Linked DNA regions of Mus musculus: regions 1 and 3 are each linked to region 2. Evidence: chromatin contacts called from public ChIA-PET data. All regions are on one chromosome and are shown on one strand. The core of a region is the stretch at or near the end of the contact, and the rest is flanking DNA. Distances in the headings are between cores, read along the strand shown.

Region 1 (2,969 bases), core at 85-2,584, 140 kb before region 2:
AGAATAACAGTAGTACCACACAGAGGAAATGTCACAGTCACGGGGCTTAGTACTCTTGTGGAATACAGAAACACAAAGATACTTTCTGTATAATTATTTTCTGGTAGTGGCATTAAACCCAGGGCTTTAAAAAATACTTCTAGTGGTACATTAACTTATAGCATAACAGTGGATGGTATAGTGTTTCTGTAGTATACTTTTCAGTGCATGCTTGTATCATGTGTGCTTGAAGAAGAATTCAACACTTGTATTCAAAGTCTGACCTATTGTCTGATTTGTGTTAAGTCCCTGGAAGATTTTAAGTACTAGTCCGTGGGTAAATCAGCATGAGGATTAATTAGACATCTTCAGAACTTCAAAGCACAGTTTGGGACACTTCTCACAGCCACAGTGCCAGTGGCTTGTCAACTCCATGGTCATTCCCAGCCTTAGCTCAGAGACTCACAGATGTCAGTCTCAGTTTTGACAGTGGCTTCCCTCAGCCTCTGAGAGATGTTATTTGCACTCAATGGTTTAGGGTCAGGACTCTGACTCACTTGTTTCTAAGGAAACATACTACAAATGACTGGAAACTCCACCCCTTTAAGCTTAGAAACAAAAACAAAAAACAAAAAACAAAAAAAAAAGGAAAGAAAAGAAAGAAATCCCTTTTGCTTACTCTTAAATTCTACATGTCTACATGATTGAAAATATTTAAGTGGTGCTAAAATTGTTGTGGGATTGTACATAATGTTAATAGCGATTATTCTAGTCCAAAAGACAAATGAACAAACTAACAAACAAGCTAGCTGATTTCCCAGCATTTGACATGTTTAAAGGAACTCAGATTCACTTTCACTTTCAGTAATTTTTCTTCCTCCCTCCTTCCCTCTCTTTGTCTCCCCCATCTTTCTCCTTCCTTTCTCTCTCCTTGTCCCTCCAAATTCTCACCTTTTTCGTTCTATTTTTATTCTTTCACAGTACAGAGAAATGATTTTTAAACGATTCATGTCCACTTCTGAATTGCACAATTGCTTGCTAACTTTGTGTAACACAGTGGGGCTGGCAACTTCACAAAACAAACACTAATGGACAAAAAAGGACTGAAACATAAGAGAATGATTTCAAAACCACACCCTTTTCACCCTACATTTTGAAACACCCACAAGAAATGGCACCATTTATCAATCTCTACCTGAGAAGTCCTGAGACCCTCCTCCCATGAGCAAACCCCTCATTCCTGCAGTGCTGGTTGAGTCATCCCTCCAACCCCACCCCAGTTAGGAACTCTTTTAGTTTCACTTTCACTGTCTTAAGCATAAATAAAGAGCGAACTCCTCACAAGTTCTCTGGCAAAAATCTGGAACTTCCCGGGTTACTACAGGGTCTATGTCACAGTGCCTGTGAGAGAGGACAGAGCACTCTGCAGCCAGCCTCAGAGGCAAAGCTGACCAGCATTGAAAAGCTGCTTCTTCTTCTTCTCTAAAGGATTTCTCTTCAGGTAAGACAGAGGCAGGGGTGGAAAACTGTTTAGCAGACTGCTGGTTTACCCTAACCAGAGGAGGCTGAAACCAGCACAGATGTGTGTGGCCCAGGGCTAGGTGACAGAGGCAGACTTTACCCTAGATGTCCCTGTCCCTACTAGGGCAAATTAATTAAACTCTGGGAAAGAAGACTTCACACTGAGAGCATAAGTGTGTTGAGGTTCATATTGCTTTCTCGGTACCATTTTATATCATTCTTACTATTTAATGATACTCAGACAAAGTTCCTGAACTTGTTGCCAGTGTCTACCTAAATAAGTTAGGCTGCTTGGAATTCATAAAAAGAGACAGTTTCCCCCATTGAAAAATCTATTGAGCTACAATATCTTTGTGTATACTATTTTGAATACACACACATTATTTATTCCTTGAGAACATCATATATGTCATGTGTTTTTGATTGTGTATATTCCCTACTCTTTCCTCCATCTCCTCCCACCCACCCCTCACTCAGTTTCATGTCCTCATTTAATCAAGTCACTGCAGCTCATTCAAACGTGGGCATAAGGCCACCTAGTGGAATTCAGGTAACTTAACAGGGGCCATTTACTGAAGAAAACCAACCCTGGAGTCTGTAGCAGCCATTAACTGCCATTATCATCTCAGTTATGCTCTGGGCTTCCCGGGACTCTCACCAACCTATGGTAGAATTTTGATTTATGCATTTTTTCTTTTTTCTTTTGTTTTGTTTTCAAAATAGTGTGTCTGTGTAGCCCTGGCTGTCCTGAAACTCACTGTGTAAACCAGGCTGTCTTCAAACTCAGAGATCCATGTGCCTTTGCTTCCCAAGTGCTGGATTGAAGGCATGTGCCACTAACCACCCGCCTTTATGCAGGTTTTCTATAGGCAGCCACAGCTGCTGTGACTTCATGAGTTCAAAAACTATATCATGTTCCAGAAGATACTGGTTCACCTTAAAGCAATGCATATAGTCCATGTGATATTTGTGGCATAAATACCACTGTGAACTGAAAGAAACCAAACCTTTGGGAGGAATTCTCTAGGGTAACATAGGAAAACTATGAGCTGTGTCTGGAAGACTGTGCTGGTAGAGAGTACCACAGCACTGGGAATGTCATGGAAGTCTACCAGCCAAGCACGGGATCCAGCTGAGGGAGCCTCAGTGAACACGGGGAACAAGCCAGGCAACAAACTAAGGAATGGTCACAAAGTCCTAAGTTACACGGAATGAAATAATAAGTACTTAGCAGTCCATACTGATGCAACTGAATGAATGAATGAATGAATGAATGAATGCAAGTAGGAACAATACTGGCTGTTGAGCCCCCATTAATAAATATGCAGTATGATAAGAGTAGACAGTCCTCTGTAAGCAAATGCTAAAGTGGTTAATTTATAAACTTGAATTGTTAATAGATGCTGAAAGTAATGATGAAACTACATGAAGTATAGTGAAGTTGTATGTGCTGAGTGTCTTTCTAAAGG
Region 2 (2,919 bases), core at 29-2,528:
TCCCTAACAAAACCAGAAATTCCCACTTCAACAAATGTCTGCTTAATGGCATTTGATTTCCATTAACAAATAAAATGCTTACTGAGTTTTCATCTCAGTGGAAGACACCCAACTTGCAGTTACCTTAATTCAGACTTTGTTGGGAATGGTTTATTTACAAGAAAGTAGCACTGTTGCCTTAAGGTAAGAGGACGGGAGCTGAGACAAGGTCTTGTTCTGCAGGTCAGGCTGGCTTGGGATTCATGACCTCCCACCTCTGCACCCTAACTTCTAGAATTACAAGGGTGACCCCCAAGACCTGCCTTGTGAGGCCCTTGTATAGACGTTAGCTGTTTTATTACATTTCCTATACTCGGTTTTCAGTCAAATATTCGATGATGATTGGGGAACAACAACAACATGGGTCATAGCAGGGCTGTCTCTTGCAATTCTAGAAGGGTTTGTGAGCCAGATACCCTCCATGCCTACACTGTTGAGATAAAGGACATGTAGGAACTTTGAATCATGTTGGCCAATGACAGAGCTTGAATTGATACCTACTCCTGAAGACAACAACTAATTTCTCTTTTTATTCCAAATTCTTTAGTCAGGGCAAATGAGACATTCAATCAGATAGGGAAAACTGACTTGAAAATAAAGGAAAGGAATTTGGTGCGAGCGCTTTGCCCCTTTCAACCAACCTGGTTTCCTTGTGTGTTGGTTATTTTGTGTGTTTGTTTATTTAAAGGTGTTTTTTGTTTGAGACGAGGTCTAACTCCAGATCCTCCTACCTTCTTGGTGCAGGAATACTTGAGAGTATCACCCGAGGAGGCAACTCCCATTTTAATTTCCTCTGTTTGAGAGCTAGCTCAGGCGCAGCACATTCTGAGTCTTCTTGGGTTGATTTTTTGTTTTGATTTGTTTGAGACTGTGTGTGTCTGTGTCTGTCTGTCTGTCTGTCTCTCTCTCTTTATCTCTCTCTCCCTCCTCCTGGCTGTTCTGGAGCACCCTGTGTGGATCAGGTTCCTCTAAACTCACAGAGATCCTCCAGCCTCTGCCTCCGGAGATCAAAGGGGTGTGCTATCCCGCCAGGCTTTGAAGATTTTGCCAATCAACCAGCAGCCGGGAGCCACGCAGCAGCAGCGGAGACAACCAGGAAGTACACAGCCCGCGTCGTCAAGGACCGAGCGCTTTTTAGCCCTCCTCCCGACCCGTAGCCGCGCGGAGTGCGCGCGAGCGACTCGCGCATAAAAGCCCGGCTCGGGGCGTCTAGGAGCCAGTGCTGCTTCCTGCTTCGGACGGAGCTGTTGGCGGAGCCGCGAAGATGGCGTCGACCAGCCGGTGAGTGCAACGGCCTCGGAGCGAGTGGAGCAGGGCATCGCGGGGCCCAGGTTCCTCCAGAAGGCCGCCGCGGGTGTCCCTTACCCACCTGAGTCATCGCCGCCCGGGTTTGACCCTGCGGATCCGCACGGCCCCGGCCTCCGTCTCCGGACCCTTCAACCGTCTTTGTGTCATGTTGATGTTTTCTGTGTATTTTCTCCCTTACGGCCCATCCAGCCGGAGGGGGCTGAAACCCCGTTTCCGAAGAGCTGGAAAAGCGACGTTCCAGGTCCCTATCGATCTGACAACCGCAAAGTTGAGAAACGTCAGCATTGGTTGTCTGGTGGCAAAGGGTCGCTAGCCCAATGGCCCCCCCAGAAGTGGAAACGAAAGCACATACGGAGACTTGATTCATTCTCCTAAAAGACCCCCTGTCCCCACCCCGAAAAGTATCATTGCGTACTCTGAAGGAGATGCTGTCTGCAGAAAATTAATTACATATGCTGGAAGTCATTTTAAATGTATTTTTAAAACGTAGTTTGCTTAATATCTACAGGAAATGCGTGTTGTGACCGCAGAGACAGCCTTTAATCTTGTGACCTCCAAAATGCTTTGCAGACCCTAATTATATCTCTTGTAACCACTATGAGGTAGATATTAGTATACTGGCATATGTGTAAACTGAGTCATGCCAGCGTGTTGACCTTTCGCGGGCCACTATACCTATTCTGATTATCCGTCCACTGGTCTCCAGTTAACACAGAATGTACAGAAAGTATCAAATTAAGTTCTGTTCTTTTGGCACTTTTTTTTTTTTTTCGGAGGTGGTTACTATGTGTGGAATTGGTAAACGTCACCGGGGGAAGCCATTATTTACAGAAACTTGGCCTTTCTGGGAACCTCCAAGTCTGCTGTTTATTATAAAAAGTGGGAGGTGGGCATAGGAAGCCTCGTGAACTTCTTGCGTGGAAGCAATGGGCAATCTTGTTTACTGATTTTATGATTTAATTAGATTAATTATGATTTAATCATTCCATCTGGGTGTGGTTTTGTCACGTAAGGCTTCCTTGTAGCGACATAGGAACCTTCAGCTTCCCCAAATACTATTGAAATTTCCCATGGGTGATGTGTTCATATGTAGGCACAGCTTACCATCTTAGGGAAAAGGAACTCCTGTATTCTTGAAACACAAGTTGTAGTGTTTAAATAGTACACATAGTAAAATCACTGGTTACAGTTTTTAAACTTTTCTTCACTTAAAAAAATCCCTTGAAATTAATTTCTTTTCTGGACAGCTAGTGTTTGATTTTGAGTTAGTGGTCTCGAATCTTCTGTCTCCACCTTGAAAACTGTGGGGTTGTAGATCTGCCCGGCCCTCATCCAGCTCTTAAGTCTGTGTCATTCCTGTTGCTATCAAGTTTTGCCAGCAGTGTGAATAGAGAGAAGTTGCCTGAGAGTTTGTCATACCTTGAGGGCGGCATGTAGGCACTAAGCATTGGCACTGGTTGGTGTTCTCGAAGAGAACATGTCCAGATTGATGCCCACTCTTTATTCCGACGTCAGTAAATAACTTTTTGGCTGCGATCTGTAAAATGAAGATTGTGCCTATCTTTTAGGATG
Region 3 (2,964 bases), core at 269-2,768, 200 kb before region 2:
TGGTGGCCAGCTTCTACTTCTCTACTCTTTCCTTCTCTATGCCTTTCTCTGCCTCTGCTACTCTCTTAACTCCCCTCCCCATGTCCTTGTGTAATCAGTTGAATGGAGCAATTTGTATATGACCCTTCTGTTTCTCACTGTGGGATGTAAGGATGGAATAGCTGGACTAGTGAGAATATGAATGCCATGGGTAACTCTGTACCTTTCACTCACTTGTCGGTCCAGTAGGGAGATATAGTTTTTTCTTATGATCAAGGAAGGAATAAAGCACAAATTGATACTCATATGTATTATATAAGGACTTCAACCTAACCAGCCTTAAAGGATAGTTAATGATAACTTGTAGCAGTTAATAATAAAAGCATATCTGTTGTAGCTCACCTGGAACTCTATTAACTGAAAAGTCAGTCTGTCTATGTCTTGTTTTTAATGTTGAAAGTTTGCTTTTTGCATGAATTATTTGAAAGTAGTCTATACATGAAGTACATGAAGTAGTCTGAGCACAGCCAACTTAGCATACATGAACCCCGTCCCACATATTGTATATATATTTTGAGACAAAATTTTCATGTAGCCCAGGCTAGCCTCAAGCTTAATATATAGCTCAGAATGGTTCCCCTGCCTCCACTTCCATGGCCAGTTCACATAGACAATATTTTAAATAATTCATGAAAGCAGGAAACTTTTATAGAACAGATTTTTTTTACTTGTGATTTTATGTCAGAACTCAAAAAAAAATCAGTATTGGGAGGATTTGGAAGTTTGGATTTGTAGATTAGGAATGAACACTTGTGTTGGACAAATGGCAAACAAAGAAAGAGAGTAGTTTGAGACATCCCCAGAAAGACAGGCAAAGCATACTGGGAACTTCCTGTCAGTCAGAGTAGAGAAGGAACAGCCCAGAGTTGTTAGCTCTACTGACAGACCTGACTGAATCATGCATTGTTCTTGCCAAGCAAGCTGCACTGTAAACAGTGGCCATCTCTATAGTTCACCATCTTTATAACACTTTGGTTAAAGACTCTAACAGGGAGCTGACAGCAGATATGCACTTTAAGGAAACTGGGGACTTGTTTTCCTTTAACAAAAAGGCTAGGATACCCAGGGCTTGAGCAATCATCTTTGACTCCCTAAACAAAGCTGGTTCATGTCAGGACACAGTTTCAGTTTCTATTTCCCAGATCCCTGGAAAACACAAGAAAGGGAGGAGAAAGGGCTTTTCTGCTGGGGGGAAGTCCAGTCGTCGCCTTTGGCTCGAATTCACAGCCTGAGTTCAGGTTGTATAATGACTGCTATTTTCTCCTGCTGCATCTGAGGGAGCATTTCCTCTGAAATGTGTGGAGGGAAAGGAGGAGGCCACACTGCTGATTTAGACTGCAGTCTAAATCCAAGAGGGCAGGGGACCCAGAAAACGCAATGACAATCATTGATTAGTAGTGTTCCCTGGTGAGTACTACAGACAGACTTGTGTGCCAAGTGTGATTCTGTTTTCTCCTTTTTTTTTTTTTTTTTTTTGCATCGGTGATGGAACACACTGTAGGAAAGAAAAAAAGTCTCAATCTGCAAGATGTGGCGGGGTGATAACTGCAGAAAGTTCGGGGGGATCTGGGAAATTCCTCAGCTCAGCTGAGGTCACAAATTCTGTTATTTTGTTCAAGCCCTCAACGACTGACTGAGTCATCAAGCAAGGAGCATGGTTTCGATTTCAGTTCCTTTTATCTCAATTTGTGTTTGGGCGGCTGTTACTTTGCCACTTCTAACAGTGGCTGCTCCAAGGAGCCTGGAGCAGTAGGAAGCTCAGGGAAAGAACTAAGTTGGCTGAGGACTGTCCCTGTTACAGAGCCAGTGCCTGGGTGAGTAACCACATGTGTTTCTCTCAACAGACGCTGCCGGCGAAATTGCCAGGACATCTCCATTCTGGGGTGGCAGACTCACCCTGGTGGGCAAGCCAGTGCAAGCTGCAGACCTCACAGGGTCTTGTGGCCATTTGCAGAGCGCCACCTGGCGGGCCAAGCGTGCATGTACTGCTTTTCTTGGGTCTTCATTCAATAACCCCTCTGGCTTGGGAGACAATGACCAAGGCCCATCCTTGGTGGTGAGAGCCTGGTACCCAGGAGCCAAACTCAGTAGTACTGCAGCCTCTTGTAGGGTAGCTTCCCCCAGTTTGCTTCCTTGTGTCCGCAATGTTTTCTTGATAGCAGACATCTGTCCTCAAAGGTGTCACTAAGAGGCTTCATTTTATCTTATTTTGCTGGAGTCAGTCCCTGTTTTATTTATCTGAATTCAACCTCCAATGTCCCTACCTCGCTCTATACTTACTTTATTCTAAGGCGTGTGTGGGCGCACGGGCACGTGTGTGTGTGTGTGTGTGTGTGTGTGTGTGTGTGTGTGTGTTCATTTTCTGCTTCGTTTTCTCTCCCATTTGAACAGAGGCTCACCAAGGTAGGAAATTGCACTCATTTAGTTTATTCTTTGATAACAGCCACCTAAGGCAGTGCCCAACACACACCCGGCAAACTTCTCATACTGAAACAGACTTCAAATTCTCTCAGAATGCCAGGAAACCTTTCTACCCACTTTGCAACTTTGCCACGTGCGTTTTTGCCTCACCCGCTGCAAAACCCGAGTGCTCTCAGTCTCAGACATCAGTGTTGTTGGCTTTCTCATGTTATTTTTTAAGAAGCCGGAGAATACTTTTCATAGTTCAAAGAAGAATCGTGATATATTCTATGAGAAATACTGTAACAGGTTTGGGAAGGCTGAGTTCATTTCCCACTTTAGAAACATACAGAACTTGAGATACGTGTTGCGCAAACAAAAACCGACATGTGTCTGCCTTGGGTGATGACAACAGACGATTTTAAGATCCCATATTTCAGTGAGCGACTGTTCTGGGTTACAGGGTTCTGCAGCTTCCGAGTGGACCATGGAGGCACCCATTTGTCTGGTGGAAAATTGGAAAAA

Evidence for each region. ChIA-PET counts read pairs in DNA pulled down with a chosen protein or histone mark.
Region 1: a contact with region 2 is called in an RNA polymerase II ChIA-PET map of memory CD8 T cells, with 88 read pairs. The contact joins the promoter of Gbp2 here to the promoter of Gtf2b in region 2. A contact is called at or near these places in 5 of 39 promoter capture datasets (the C10 cell line, the HPC-7 cell line, hematopoietic stem and progenitor cells and 2 more), 3 of 484 Hi-C or Micro-C datasets (the G1E-ER4 cell line, Th1 cells and peritoneal macrophages), 4 of 115 datasets of contacts at active chromatin or transcription factors (bone marrow-derived macrophages, effector CD8 T cells, embryonic stem cells and 1 more) and 3 of 9 other capture datasets (adipose tissue, liver and macrophages).
Region 3: a contact with region 2 is called in an RNA polymerase II ChIA-PET map of memory CD8 T cells, with 68 read pairs. The contact joins the promoter of Gbp3 here to the promoter of Gtf2b in region 2. A contact is called at or near these places in 1 of 39 promoter capture datasets (the C10 cell line), 2 of 484 Hi-C or Micro-C datasets (LSK cells and regulatory T cells), 4 of 115 datasets of contacts at active chromatin or transcription factors (bone marrow-derived macrophages, effector CD8 T cells, memory CD8 T cells and 1 more) and 2 of 9 other capture datasets (adipose tissue and liver).

What each region holds. Positions count from the first base shown.
Region 1 is chr3:142,619,329-142,622,297 of GRCm38.p6, forward strand. It overlaps Gbp2 (guanylate binding protein 2), which reads left to right and starts at 1,335. Exons shown (of 11, transcript NM_010260.1): 1 at 1,335-1,480.
Region 2 is chr3:142,763,969-142,766,887 of GRCm38.p6, forward strand. Gtf2b (general transcription factor IIB) reads left to right here and starts at 1,279. Exons shown (of 7, transcript NM_145546.1): 1 at 1,279-1,320. The coding sequence starts at 1,304.
Region 3 is chr3:142,558,838-142,561,801 of GRCm38.p6, forward strand. Gbp3 (guanylate binding protein 3) reads left to right here and starts at 1,519. Exons shown (of 11, transcript NM_001289493.2): 1 at 1,519-1,853; 2 at 2,903-2,964. The coding sequence starts at 2,927.